Linked DNA regions of Mus musculus: region 1 is linked to region 2. Evidence: chromatin contacts called from public Hi-C data. All regions are on one chromosome and are shown on one strand. The core of a region is the stretch at or near the end of the contact, and the rest is flanking DNA. Distances in the headings are between cores, read along the strand shown. Region 1 holds the start of Mapk1ip1 (mitogen-activated protein kinase 1 interacting protein 1). Region 2 holds the start of Usp31 (ubiquitin specific peptidase 31).

What was found. A called contact is a pair of places that touch in the nucleus more often than the background predicts.
Region 1: a Hi-C map of CD8 T cells shows a contact between it and region 2, with 7 times the contacts expected there. The contact joins the promoter of Mapk1ip1 here to the promoter of Usp31 in region 2. A contact is called at or near these places in 2 of 484 Hi-C or Micro-C datasets (CD4 T cells and CD8 T cells).

The regions. Positions count from the first base shown.
Region 1 is chr7:138,842,716-138,848,457 of GRCm38.p6, reverse strand. It overlaps Mapk1ip1 (mitogen-activated protein kinase 1 interacting protein 1), which reads left to right and starts at 2,191. Exons shown (of 2, transcript NM_001045483.1): 1 at 2,191-2,501. Ppp2r2d (protein phosphatase 2, regulatory subunit B, delta) reads right to left here and starts at 2,072. Exons shown (of 9, transcript NM_026391.2): 1 at 1,943-2,072; 2 at 1,754-1,846. The coding sequence starts at 1,949.
Region 2 is chr7:121,706,075-121,711,913 of GRCm38.p6, reverse strand. Usp31 (ubiquitin specific peptidase 31) reads left to right here and starts at 4,472. Exons shown (of 16, transcript NM_001033173.2): 1 at 4,472-5,278. The coding sequence starts at 4,661.

The DNA of each region.
Region 1 (5,742 bases), core at 942-3,441, about 17 Mb before region 2:
TTTAAAAGAAAGTGAAAGCCCATGGTTTATTAGACACTGAACGAGTTGCTTTGAGTCTAATATAAAATGCTAATGTCAAATCTCTAAGAATAAATCCCACAGTCTTCACGCTCTCCTACTTCCCTGTCTACCTACAATGATGGCACATTTAAACTGTGATCAGGGGAAAGAAGGCAGCAGACTGAAGCTTTGAGGATAAGGAACAGTTTTATGGAAAGCTGGGCTTTGATTGCAATGCTTGCCAATAATTTCAGAATTTGGGAAGTAGAAGCAGCAGGATCAAGAATTCAAGGCCAAAGTTGGGCACAGCAGTTTATGCCTTTAACCCCGGAGGTCAGCCTGGTGCACAAAACCAGGGCTGTTCTACAGAAAAATCCTGTCTCAGAAACAAACAGTTCAATGCCAGCCTCAGCTATATAGGGAGTTTGAGGCCAATCTGAGGTACATGAAATTCTGTTTCAAAAAACAAAAATAAACTGTAAGTGGGTGGATGAGACTGCTTAGCAGGTAAAGCCATTCGCTGTCAAGCCTGATGGCCATCCCTGGGACTCACGTGGTAAAAAGAACCAACTCTGCTAAGTTGTCCTCTAACCTCCACACGTGCAGGAGCACGAACAGGCAGGCCTATGCTCACCACACACACACACACACACACACACACACACACACACACACACACACACACAGTGTGTGTTTGAAATCCCAGGACTTGGCTGGATGGGACAACATCAAAAAACAAAGTCTGGAGAAGTGACTTTAAAGAGCAGTGTGGGAAGAGAAAACACTACTCAGTTAAAAAAAGAAAACCGCCACTACTGTAGCGCTTCAGGAGACCCCATGACAAATAAGTTCCTCTTGCTCAACAACAAGAGGTGGAGATCCAGGGCTGACCGACGTCTACCTGGCCAGAGATTGGACTGGACAGACTAGCACACCTACGACCACAAACAGGGTATCCAGAGCACTCGGTGCTCCATCCCGTCCTGAGTCCAGTCCAGCATGGGCCCCCGGAGACTGATAACCCTGCATGGTTCTCCTTCCACCTTATACGGGTGCCAGGGAGATAGATGAAAGACCCTTTATATTGCATGGGCTCCCACATTAGTGTCTGGGACCTGATTTACCCCACAGGGCCTCAAGATCAACTGCCATGCCCCCCTATCTCTCTCCTTTCACAAAAATGGACCTCACCTCACCCCGTGGTACCAACTCCTAGCGGAATCCCGGGGTCGCTGCCTAGTGTCTACAGTCCTTTTTCTTCACTCCGTACAGACGCTAGTGAGACATGCATTTAAGATCGTTATACACCCCAGACTCCAAAGACCTGTGGCCGCATCTTCCTTACATGGCTCGATACCTCTGCCCCGGCCTTACCTTCTTACAGACCCTCGAGGCCGGCGTCCACGGTCGTCTCCCCATAGCCTCCCGAGGCTGGCCTCCATGGCCATCTGTGCCCACCGACCCCTGAGGCCGGCGTCATGGCCATCATCCCCATAGCCTCCCAAGGCTAGCGTCCACCGCCGTCTCCCCAACAGATCCCCGAAGCGGGACTCAGCCGCAGTCTCTCCCCAGCCCCGCGTCCGCAGCCGTCTCCCTACGGACACCCCTCCCTCTCTTCAGCCGCTGGCCGGCCGAGGGTCTCCCGGGACAACGCCGGTCAGGCGGGCAAAGGCGGCCGCGTCCGGACCGGCGGCTGAGCGAGCATGACCTTGCGGGGCTCGGGGGTTGGGGTGGGGTGTCGGTCGGGCCTCACCTTCCGCCACGTCCTCGTCGACAGCGCCCTTCACCTGCGAGAAGCACCACTGGAAGTCGTTGCCGCCCGCCGGGCAGCCGCCGCCTCCAGCTCCTGCAACAGAGCGCGCCGTCAGGCCGGCCCCGCCCCGCCCCACCACCGTCCAGTCCGCCCGCCCGCCCCGCTCGCTCGCTCGCGCACGGCCCTCACCTGCCATGGCGCGGGCGGGACGCGCCCAGCCGAGCGCGGCCGACCGAGGCGCTCCGAGCGCTCAGCCCCGGCCGCCACCGCCGCCGCCGCTGCCGCCACCGTCGCCGCCGCCGGGGAGGGAATTTTTTCCCCTTTTCAAAATGGCGCCCAATGCCCGTCGCCCCGCCGGATGACGTCATCCCCCTCCGCCTCCTCCGACGGTCAGTGCCGCGGGGGCTGCCGGGGGCGCACCGTGCGCCGACTGCGTCTGCGCGAGCTGTCTTGAGGTTGGACCTACGTAGCCGCTGCGGTCCAAGGAGAGGAGTGTCTTGGACTAGTCCGCTGGCAGATAGAGGCGGCCTTCTCGAGTCGTGTCAAGGCTAGGACGCGACGCCCTCTACGTTCTTAAGGCCTCAGACTTTCTTCTGCGGCCGGCTGGACTGGATGCTCGAAGGCCTGGGCCTTTCCTACAGCTGAGCCAACGGGAACGCGGAACCTCCGTGGATCTGCCAATAGAGAGCGCTCGGCCGTGGGCAGGCGGGGCCTCTGATCCCCGGAGCACCTGGAACCCAGCACCTGCGTGCGTAATTTTGCCCATCATCCAGGCTCTCTTGCCCCCAGAATCTTTGATCGTAGCTTCTGAGCACTGATCTCATCAGAGTGCTACTTCAGGGATTCTTTGAGCTCTCAGTATAGCCCCTAGGGAACCGTTCTCGACATTTGCTTTATTTGTGGGTGTGTTTTTCTAGCATGAAGAGGAATTATTTGTTCGTGGGCTTGACTTATCCGAAATCACTATGAAGTTGGCAGTGAGCGTACTGCACCACTAGAGGGCAGTTGTTCCAAACCAGAGCATTCTCCACTTCAAAAATGTTTTGCCTTTTAGCAAGTGCTTTTTCTATTCTCAGTCTTGGCTGGGATGCTGCTTGTGTAGAGGTGATGTGTCTGTCCTGGTGGAGTTTACTCTTCAGCGGAGAAGAGACAATAAGAAAAACCTGGGGAAAGTTAAGTGGACTAGAGTTAAATACAACACAGAAGCAGGGGAAGGAGATTGGAGCAGTTGGTATCTTTAGGAGAGCAATTAGAGGAGATAAGAAAGAATCTCAGGCTGACGTCTTGGGCGGCTGCTAGAAATGAGAACAGCTAGTGCACAGGCTGGGCCACCCTGACCTTTTCTTTCCGATGTTTTATTTTTAATTCAATTGCACACACACACTTTGATTAGGGTCTTGCCATGTAACATGAGGCTGGTCTCTAAATTGAAATACGTCTGGTTCCACCTCGTTGGCGCTGGGTTTACAAGCACGGAGCACACCTAAGCTTGCTAATGTGTTTAAAGGGCAGCAAGAAGCTGTGGGGAGAACAGAAGTGGCCAAGGAAGGCTAGTCATAGCAGTGGAGGCAAGGTGGTCCGGGACAGAGCAGGAAGCTGTTTTCAGGGGGTGAACTCTGATGAGAGGGCTGGCTATGGCCAAGAGCTGGAGAAAGTCATGAAGAAATAGGGCCTTCCATCAGTAGCAGCACTCAGGGTTGTTTCTGAAAGAACTGTCTCTGAGTTAAGTAGGAGGATAAAATGAGCTGCATGTGTCTGGGTGTATGAGAGTAATGGAGAAGAATAAGAGACATGGAGTAGTGAGGATATAGGAATGTCACCCAGATGACACTCCAGAGCATCAGGAGAGTTAAGAGCATATGTATAGTTCTGGGAGGACGTTTTGGGAGGAGCCTGAGGACGGAATTCCAAGCCTGGGAAGAAGCATTCTGAGACTGCTTGCAGAACTGGGGTTTAACTTAAGTTTATCCAGACTCCATGTAGGCATGGGTATCTCAAGTAATGCCAAGTGATCTCGATATTCCTATCTGCCTAATTGTAGCTGCATGTTTAAGTTATGTAGCTAGACAGCACTGTCACATGTGTGTCTGTGTGTACTGGGGTGCTTCTTAATGAAGAATGACAGACCGAATGGACAGAACTGTAAGTAGCTGCCTTAATAATTAGTGGCAGGCAGTATATTTGGCTTACACTTCCACATTATAGTCCATCACTGAAGGACATCATGGCAGGATCCTGGAAGCAGGAGCTGATGCAGGTCATGGAAGTGTGCTGCTTACTGGCTGGCTCCTCATGGCTTGCTCATCCTGCTTTCTTACAGATCCCAGAACCACCGGGACAGAGGTGGCTCCACCCATAATAGGCTGGACTCCTCCCCATCAATTACCAATTAAGAAAATAACAGGTTTGCCCTCAGGTAGATCTGAGGGAGGCATTTTCTCCATTGAGGTACCCTCCTCTCAGATGACCCCACCCTGTCAAGTTGACATGAAATGAGCCAGCATAGGCCAAATTTAACTTTTTAAAATATATGCACATCTATGCCCAGGCCAGAAGAGGGTGTTGGATCCTGTAGCATTGGCGTTATAGGCAGTAGGGAGCTGCGGGACATAGGTGCTCGGAACCAAACTAGGGCCCTCTGGAGGAGAAGCAAGTGCTCTCATGCACTGAGCCATCTCGAGCCCCATCGTTTTCGATTGCTTACTCTAATGTGGAATGGGGTGGGTACCTGCCTTGTTCTCCACCTCCACTCTATCCACTTTTCCTCTCTTGTCTGTTTGTCCTCCTCTCTAAGGATGTGGTTCTGTCCTTAGACCGAGAACCCTTGTGGGTCATTCCTTAGAGACCTTAAGCCACTCTGCTCCAGCCCCTGCCTTCTGTGATCTTAAGGTCTCCATAGCAACTGTTAGTAACTAATGAAACAAATATTGTGTGTCTGTTGAGTGAGACCGACCTAGTCTTTGTGTACAGGAGCTCAGAGTCCATCAGGAGCAGGCCATCTCTGAGCCATCTCTGTCTACTATGTAAGCGGGCTGATAGGAGGGAGTGCATGAGAACTTAGCATGGGGTGGGGTTCTGGGCTTTTAGCCAGAAAGATGGGTGCTGAAGCTGTTGAGTAGCATCTGTGAGCTTGATGGGTGATAGGGGTTGAGGAAGGGGTGAGGGGATAGAGATGGTGCATGTTATCTAACCTTAGACATGGAAAGTTCGGTGGCTTTGGTGCGGGAGTGGAGTAGGTGCACTTCCAAGTAGTGCTGACTGTCATGGCCTAACTGCAGATTGGGTTGTAGAAACTTGCTTGACTCCTGTAGCCGTAAACCAGCACTAACTTCAGTCTAAGCTCCCATCCTGAGTCAGACTTTGGGACTTCTTGGGGCTGGACGGGAACCTAGGGCAGAGGTCAGGTGAGCATAGAGGAGCCCTGGGGACTGAGGGGCAGGGGTCCTGGGACAATTATATGCTTGCTGGAGTTGCTAGTCCAGTTGCCTGCTTCCTTGCCTGGAATCCCTGAGCTTGCTTTTGGCCAGATTCTACTGACTTCTAGAATTTCTAGGGTGTCACCCAGGGTATGAGAAGCAGGTGAATTACCTAATATGTATCCATTGGGTCTGGTAGATGTATGCCATCGGGAAGTCAGAGGCCACTGAGGGCTTAGAGTATGAATCAGGCATTTACTGCTAAGCTCTTCCCATACCCTAGACCATAACCTCCTCTCTAGGAATAAAGATTGACCACAAAGTTCTTAACTTTCAGGATCCTCAAGTCCTGGTGTCAGGAAAAAGCACTGGCCTTTCTACCTACTCCCAAAGCCACGGCATTTACCTATGGGAGTGCATCTGCCCCTTCTGCTGCCCTCTGACCTCCACGGTGCTGTTCCTCCCGTGTCTGAAGGGAAGGCAAAAGTAGAAGCAGAGGCTGAGAGCTGCTGTCCTGCTGACATGGTGGGGTGCAGCTTGGTTTGTTCATCCTGGCTGATGCATGGATAGTCA
Region 2 (5,839 bases), core at 3,223-5,722:
TGCCTTCCCAACACAGCCATGCTGATACCAAACTTCAATACACAGCTTACCATTCTTGCCATCTCAGGGCAGGGAAAAGCTGTTTGTCTAAGCATGACAAGTAATCGCCTTTATAGAAGAGATGGATCAATTTAAATACATAAAATAGTATATGTGATATGGAAACACTGAAACGTGGTTGTAAGGTAACTAAGTGATTCAACATAGACAAAGCGGGTGGTGACACATGCCTATAATTCTAGTATGTAGTTGAGGCAGGAGGATCACCATGAAGACCAGGCTATCCTCAAAAACTGAAATATCAACTACATTTCATATGCAAATTACTATTGTCCACCAGCTCATATAGAAGGAAAGAAAGATGCAAATGCCTGTAGGTAGTTCACCCCAGTATACATTTAAAAAGTGCCAATTAAAAGGCTTGATTACAGACAAAAGAAACTGACACCAGCTAGTTTCAGCAATAAAGGAGTTTATAGGAAGCCTATCAGGTTAGCTCACAATGAAAACAAAGCTGGAGAAACAGGCTTGGGCAGAAACTCAGGGAGGCAGATACCAGTAAGAACTTGCCAGCAATGTGGCCAGCAGGACACTGGCTGCAGCTGTGCCTGGCATTATCCCTCCCTGATGCTATACTGCTGAATGCATAGCTATGGTGTTTCATGATCTAAAGCATTACCTCCAACTCACATGGTTTCTACACGTTCAAAGTCTGAGACGGGGGAGACCCCTGGCTGGGCTTCATTAGGTCCCTTTCCTGGGTTCTTAGCTGACAGGGGTGGGAAGGGGAACATGCTCCCTCAGCCCTGCTCTGATTCATTTCCCACAGTGGAAGCTTGCGATCTCTTCCCTAATTTGTATCCCTTCCAAACTGGAAGTTGGTTTAGGACCTAAAAGCCCAGCTTGTATTCAAGATTATTCATCTCAAAGCTCAGTAATATGCCAGCTATAATCACCCCACTTCTTTTCATCTTTGATAAAATATATTGCTGTCTACCTGGTGACTCAGTAAAGTAGGAGACACTTTAATACACTACCAGATATGTGACTATCCACCCAATGTGAAGCTAGGCATCAACAATCCTTTCCAGAGGCGAAATGCTCATTCTTAAAGGAACAGAATTTCCCCAAATCTCTCCAGGGTTAACTTGTGTTAACTTGCTCAAACCTGGCCTTGTGACTCCTAAGAATGGGGAGGCCATCTGGTTTGTTCTCTCCCTCTCCTGCTCCCCATTCCCCCTCCTTCCTCTCCCCCTTCCCCTCCCCGCTTTTGTTAAGTCAGCACCATCTCCTCGGTGGGAACTGTGTTCTCCACTCATTGTTTGCCAGATAAACCTGTCCTGAGATAGACTTGACAGTATGTAAAATGCACAAACTCTCTGACCTGGGTTTCAGCCCAAGGATAGTTGCAAGATTAATGAGAGCATAGGCAAGGATGCTCCTCACTGTGCTCTTGTTTCTCATTTGTATTTCCCTTGGCAAGTGCAAGGGTGGGGCAGTGTGATATTTATTGTGGAATGTTTCAGATAAGTCTTAAGAATGAACATACTGGGCTGAGACTGGAGTCATAGGCATTGGCTGCCCTGTGGGTGCTGGGAATTGAACCAAGGTTCTCTCAATGCACCAGTGTTTATTAAGACTTCCAGTACACTGCACATATATGATGCATAGATATACATTCAGGCAAAACATATTTATACACATAAAAATAAATAAAATCACCGGCAGTGGTGGCACACACCTTTAATCCCAGCACTTGGGAGGCAGAGGCAGGTGGATTTCTGAGTTTGAGACCAGCCTGGTCTACAGAGTGAGTTCCAGGACAGCCAGGGCTACATAGAGAAACTCTGTGTTGACCAATAAATAAATAAATAAATAAATAAATAAATAAATAAATAAATAAATAAAACAAAATCATAGTAGTAGTAGTAGTAGTAGTAGAAGAAGAAGAAGAAGAAGAAGAAGAAGAAGAACAACAACAACAACAACAACAACATATTAGTGCTCCAACAAGGGACTCTTCAAAGCCTGTTCTTGAAAAGCCAGGATTGGATGGTTTGGGTGTTCCTAGAGACCAATAAGTCTAAACTAGTAGGAGAAGCTTGGAAAGGCAGTTCTCAGATATTCCTCCAGAAACTCAAATGTAATTTAGATGTTTTCTTGTAAAATAAGCAATCTTAACTGAGTACCCTGAAACAGTAAAATGGGAGAGGGTCTTGTAGATCGAGCCTGCAGTTTACTGAAGTCTGTGGTGGCTTGAATGAAGGTGACCCCATAAGCTCATGTATCTGAATGCTTGGTCCTTAATTAGAGGAACTGCTTTGGGTTTTGGGAAGAAGTAGGAAGTGTTGCCTTGTGTGTCACTGAGGGTGAGCTTTGAGTTTTTGAAAGCTCACACTAAGCCCAGACTGGCTCTGTCTTTGTTTTTGTCTCTGTCTTTTTCTGTCTCTCTGTCTCTGTCTCCCTCTCTTGCATGCATGCACACACACATTCTTGTTCTTGCTCTCATTCTCTCTGCCTCCAACCTTTGGGTGAGATGTAAACTCTCAGTTACGGCTTCAGCGTCATCTCTGCCCACTTGCTGTCCACAATGATGGTGATGGACTAACTCTGAAGCTGTAAGCAAGCCCCTGATTAAGTACTTTCTCTTACCAGTTGCCTTAGTCGTGGTAACTTCACAGCAATAGAAAACAACTAACTCATTGTCTGTTGAATTCCAACAGGGTCAAGTTAATGGTATGGCCAAAAGGTTCTAAGAGAGTCTGCAGAAATGATGCAATTAATGAAGGCAAGATTTTAGAGATGAAGAGAGGCAAACTAAATGAGGAAGTTCAAGGAAAGATACCTGGAGCAGATGGATCAGCTTGGGTAAAGGTTCACAGCTGGGATCAAGTCGTTAGAAGCAGCAAGCATGTGTGCAAAGGTGGAGGGCCACAGGCTTCAGTTTCTATTGTGATCTAGTGGCATTCTTTCTGATGCTACAAGGAGCCCAAGGTACAGCTAAGATGGATGTTTTAATTAGGAGGTAGAAGTGGAGGGGATTTGAGCCTATTCAGAGCAAACCAAGAGCATCATTACAGGATACCATATTTAGTATTGAGTAGAAATCTAGAGGCCAAAACTATTTGCTTTGAGATGGGTGTAGGGTGGCCTTTCTATCTTTAAAATGTTATGGGCTTTCTTTCCCATTATCTGTTTTTTGCAGTAACCAGGGCTCAGGCTCATCTCTTAGCAAAGAGAACATACAAAGAGAAGGTCAGAAACCAGTGGATTTTGAGTAGTAGGCAGCCTTAATGCACGCTGTTCTCCCATGCAGTTTTTTTTCCTTTAAAAAAAATTGAACCAACATTTAAAAATAGAATTTCCACCTTTTCTCTAAAAATCAGCTGATCTGGCAACACTAAGCCCTCATTCTCACATGGGAACAACTGACTGGAGGTGAGCGAAAGCCATCTCTTTAGAAGAATGTTAATTAGCAGGTTGCCGCTGTCCACAACATTTCTTGTATTCCCAAGATATGTGAAGTATGACCTGATCAGCAGATGACCGACCCCTCACCAGGATTCTTTGTTCATTGCTATGACCTATCTAGCCTCTGCGATAGTAGTGCATCTGTGACCCTTGGTTTAAAGGTTAAGTCTTTGAGCCAAACTTGGGTTTAAATGAGATGTCAAAGGCACTGAACTGAAAACCAAGGAAGGTATTCCATGATTGGCATAGTGTGTGGAATACAGAGGTAATCATGAATGAATACCTACTGAGAGTGTACACTATAGGAAGGCAAGCAGAAACTCAGTTAGTTTCAGTCTTGTCGTATCCTTAGAGTTTAGTACAGTATTTGGCAAACAGCAAGTGTTCAGTTGCTATATTTACTGAATGAATGGATGGATGAATGAATGATTGAATGAATGAATGAGCAAATGCTCAGTTTATTGAGTGATTAAAGGGAGAGCTCAGAGGATTTAAAGGCTGTATTTTACAAAACTTTTCAGCAAGGCAATTCTAATAATATTACTTTGCTGAGACCTCAAGGTACATCCTGAAAGAAAAGCCCACCAGAATGTGCCAGCTCCGTGACCACGTTCGGGTGGGTACGCGGCAGTCCCTCGGGAGCCAGGCTGAGTTAACCCGCCTGGGACAAGACAAAGCTGTATCTATCAGCTCCTCTGCCACCTGGTACGTGGCAGCTTGATTTCAGTACTTTCTCTAGATCTTTTCTATTTGACAAGCAAAGACAGAGACCCACCCCTAAAATCCACCATCCAGCGCCTGCCCTAACGTTTAGGACCGTGCCCATACTAAACATGGCCAGTCTTGAGCTTCAACACGCAGAACCACGCCCTAAGCCGAGGGAGTCCTTGAATCAGGGTTCAGGGAGAGAGCTGTTCCCACAGTCAATATGGCGGCCTCGCAGCTTCAGTGCGGGGCGGGGCTGCGATGCCAGCGAGTCACGTGAGCTGCCCACTTGGGCGGCCGCGCGACGCACGCGCGCCCCTCGGTCGCCGCTCTCTTGCTCGCTCTCTCCGCGGCGCTCTGAGGTGGTGTAGGGCGTGAAGCCCCCCGGGCCGGGTGAGGCGCAGGCGGCGGGATGCGGCGGCGGCCGTGGCGGAGTCGCGGTCCGGGCGGACTGGCGCGGTGATGAGCGTCGGCAACCGCCGCCATGTCCAAGGTAACGGCGCCCGGGCCCGGGCCGCCGGTGGCGGCGGGCGGGAAGGAGAAGCGCTCGTTCAGCAAGCGGCTGTTCCGGAGTGGCCGCGCGGGGGGCGGCGGCGGCGCTGGCGGCCCCGGGCCGGCCGCGCCCTCGTCGCCGTCGTCGGCGCGCTCGGTGGGCAGTTTCATGAGCCGCGTCCTCAAGACGCTGTCCACGCTCTCGCACCTCAGCTCCGAGGGCGCCGCCCCGGACCGCGGCGGCCTCCGCAGCTGCTTCCCGCCCGGGCCGGCCTCCGCGCCCACGCCGCCGCCGTGCCCGCCGCCGCCCGCCTCGCCCGCGCCTCCCGCCTGCGCCTCGGAGCCGGTGCCCGGCGTGGCGGGGCTCCGCAACCACGGCAACACGTGCTTCATGAACGCCACGCTGCAGTGCCTCAGTAACACCGAGCTCTTCGCCGAGTACCTGGCTCTGGGCCAGTACCGGGCGGGCCGACCGGAGCCAGAGCCGGAGTCGGAGCAGCCGGCGGGCCGCGGGCCGCACGGCCAGGGCGAGGTCACCGAGCAGCTGGCGCATCTGGTGCGGGCGCTCTGGACGCTGGAGTACACCCCGCAACACAGCCGCGACTTCAAGGTGAGCCCGGGGCGGGGGGCCTTGGAGCTCGGGCGCTTCTTGGGCTCCTCCTCTTCGGGCCGGGAGGATTTCTGCGCTGGATGCTCAGAGAGTTCTGGAAGATAACCCAGATGACAAAGGAACGCATTCCTCCCACCATTCATCCAGCCAGCTTGGCTTCCGAGCGCCAGAACATGGGCGCCAGGTCCTGTGATCCGCCTTGGGGATGGATGTTGCCAGGACCAAGACCCTGCCTTCATGGAACTTCAATCTTTGGAGCGGGTATTGGTGGGAGAGTATCTATCCATCTGGGTTCGAATCCGGCTTCTGCTTCTTAAGTAGTAAACCACTGAGCCTCTTTATGCTCCCGTTTACCTGGTACTTACGTTTAGCAAGTTGACAGGTTACGTTGGACAGCGAGATTACCCAGTTTGGGCACTTCTAGCGGGTTCAGTGTGATACATAAAGTGCTTTAGCTATGTTAGTACCGTTCATGCTTAGTGCTTTTTTTTTTTTCTTTCTATTCTTAAGTACAATGAACCAGGTGTTATCAGATAGTACTTTGAAGAAGGCAGAACTTGA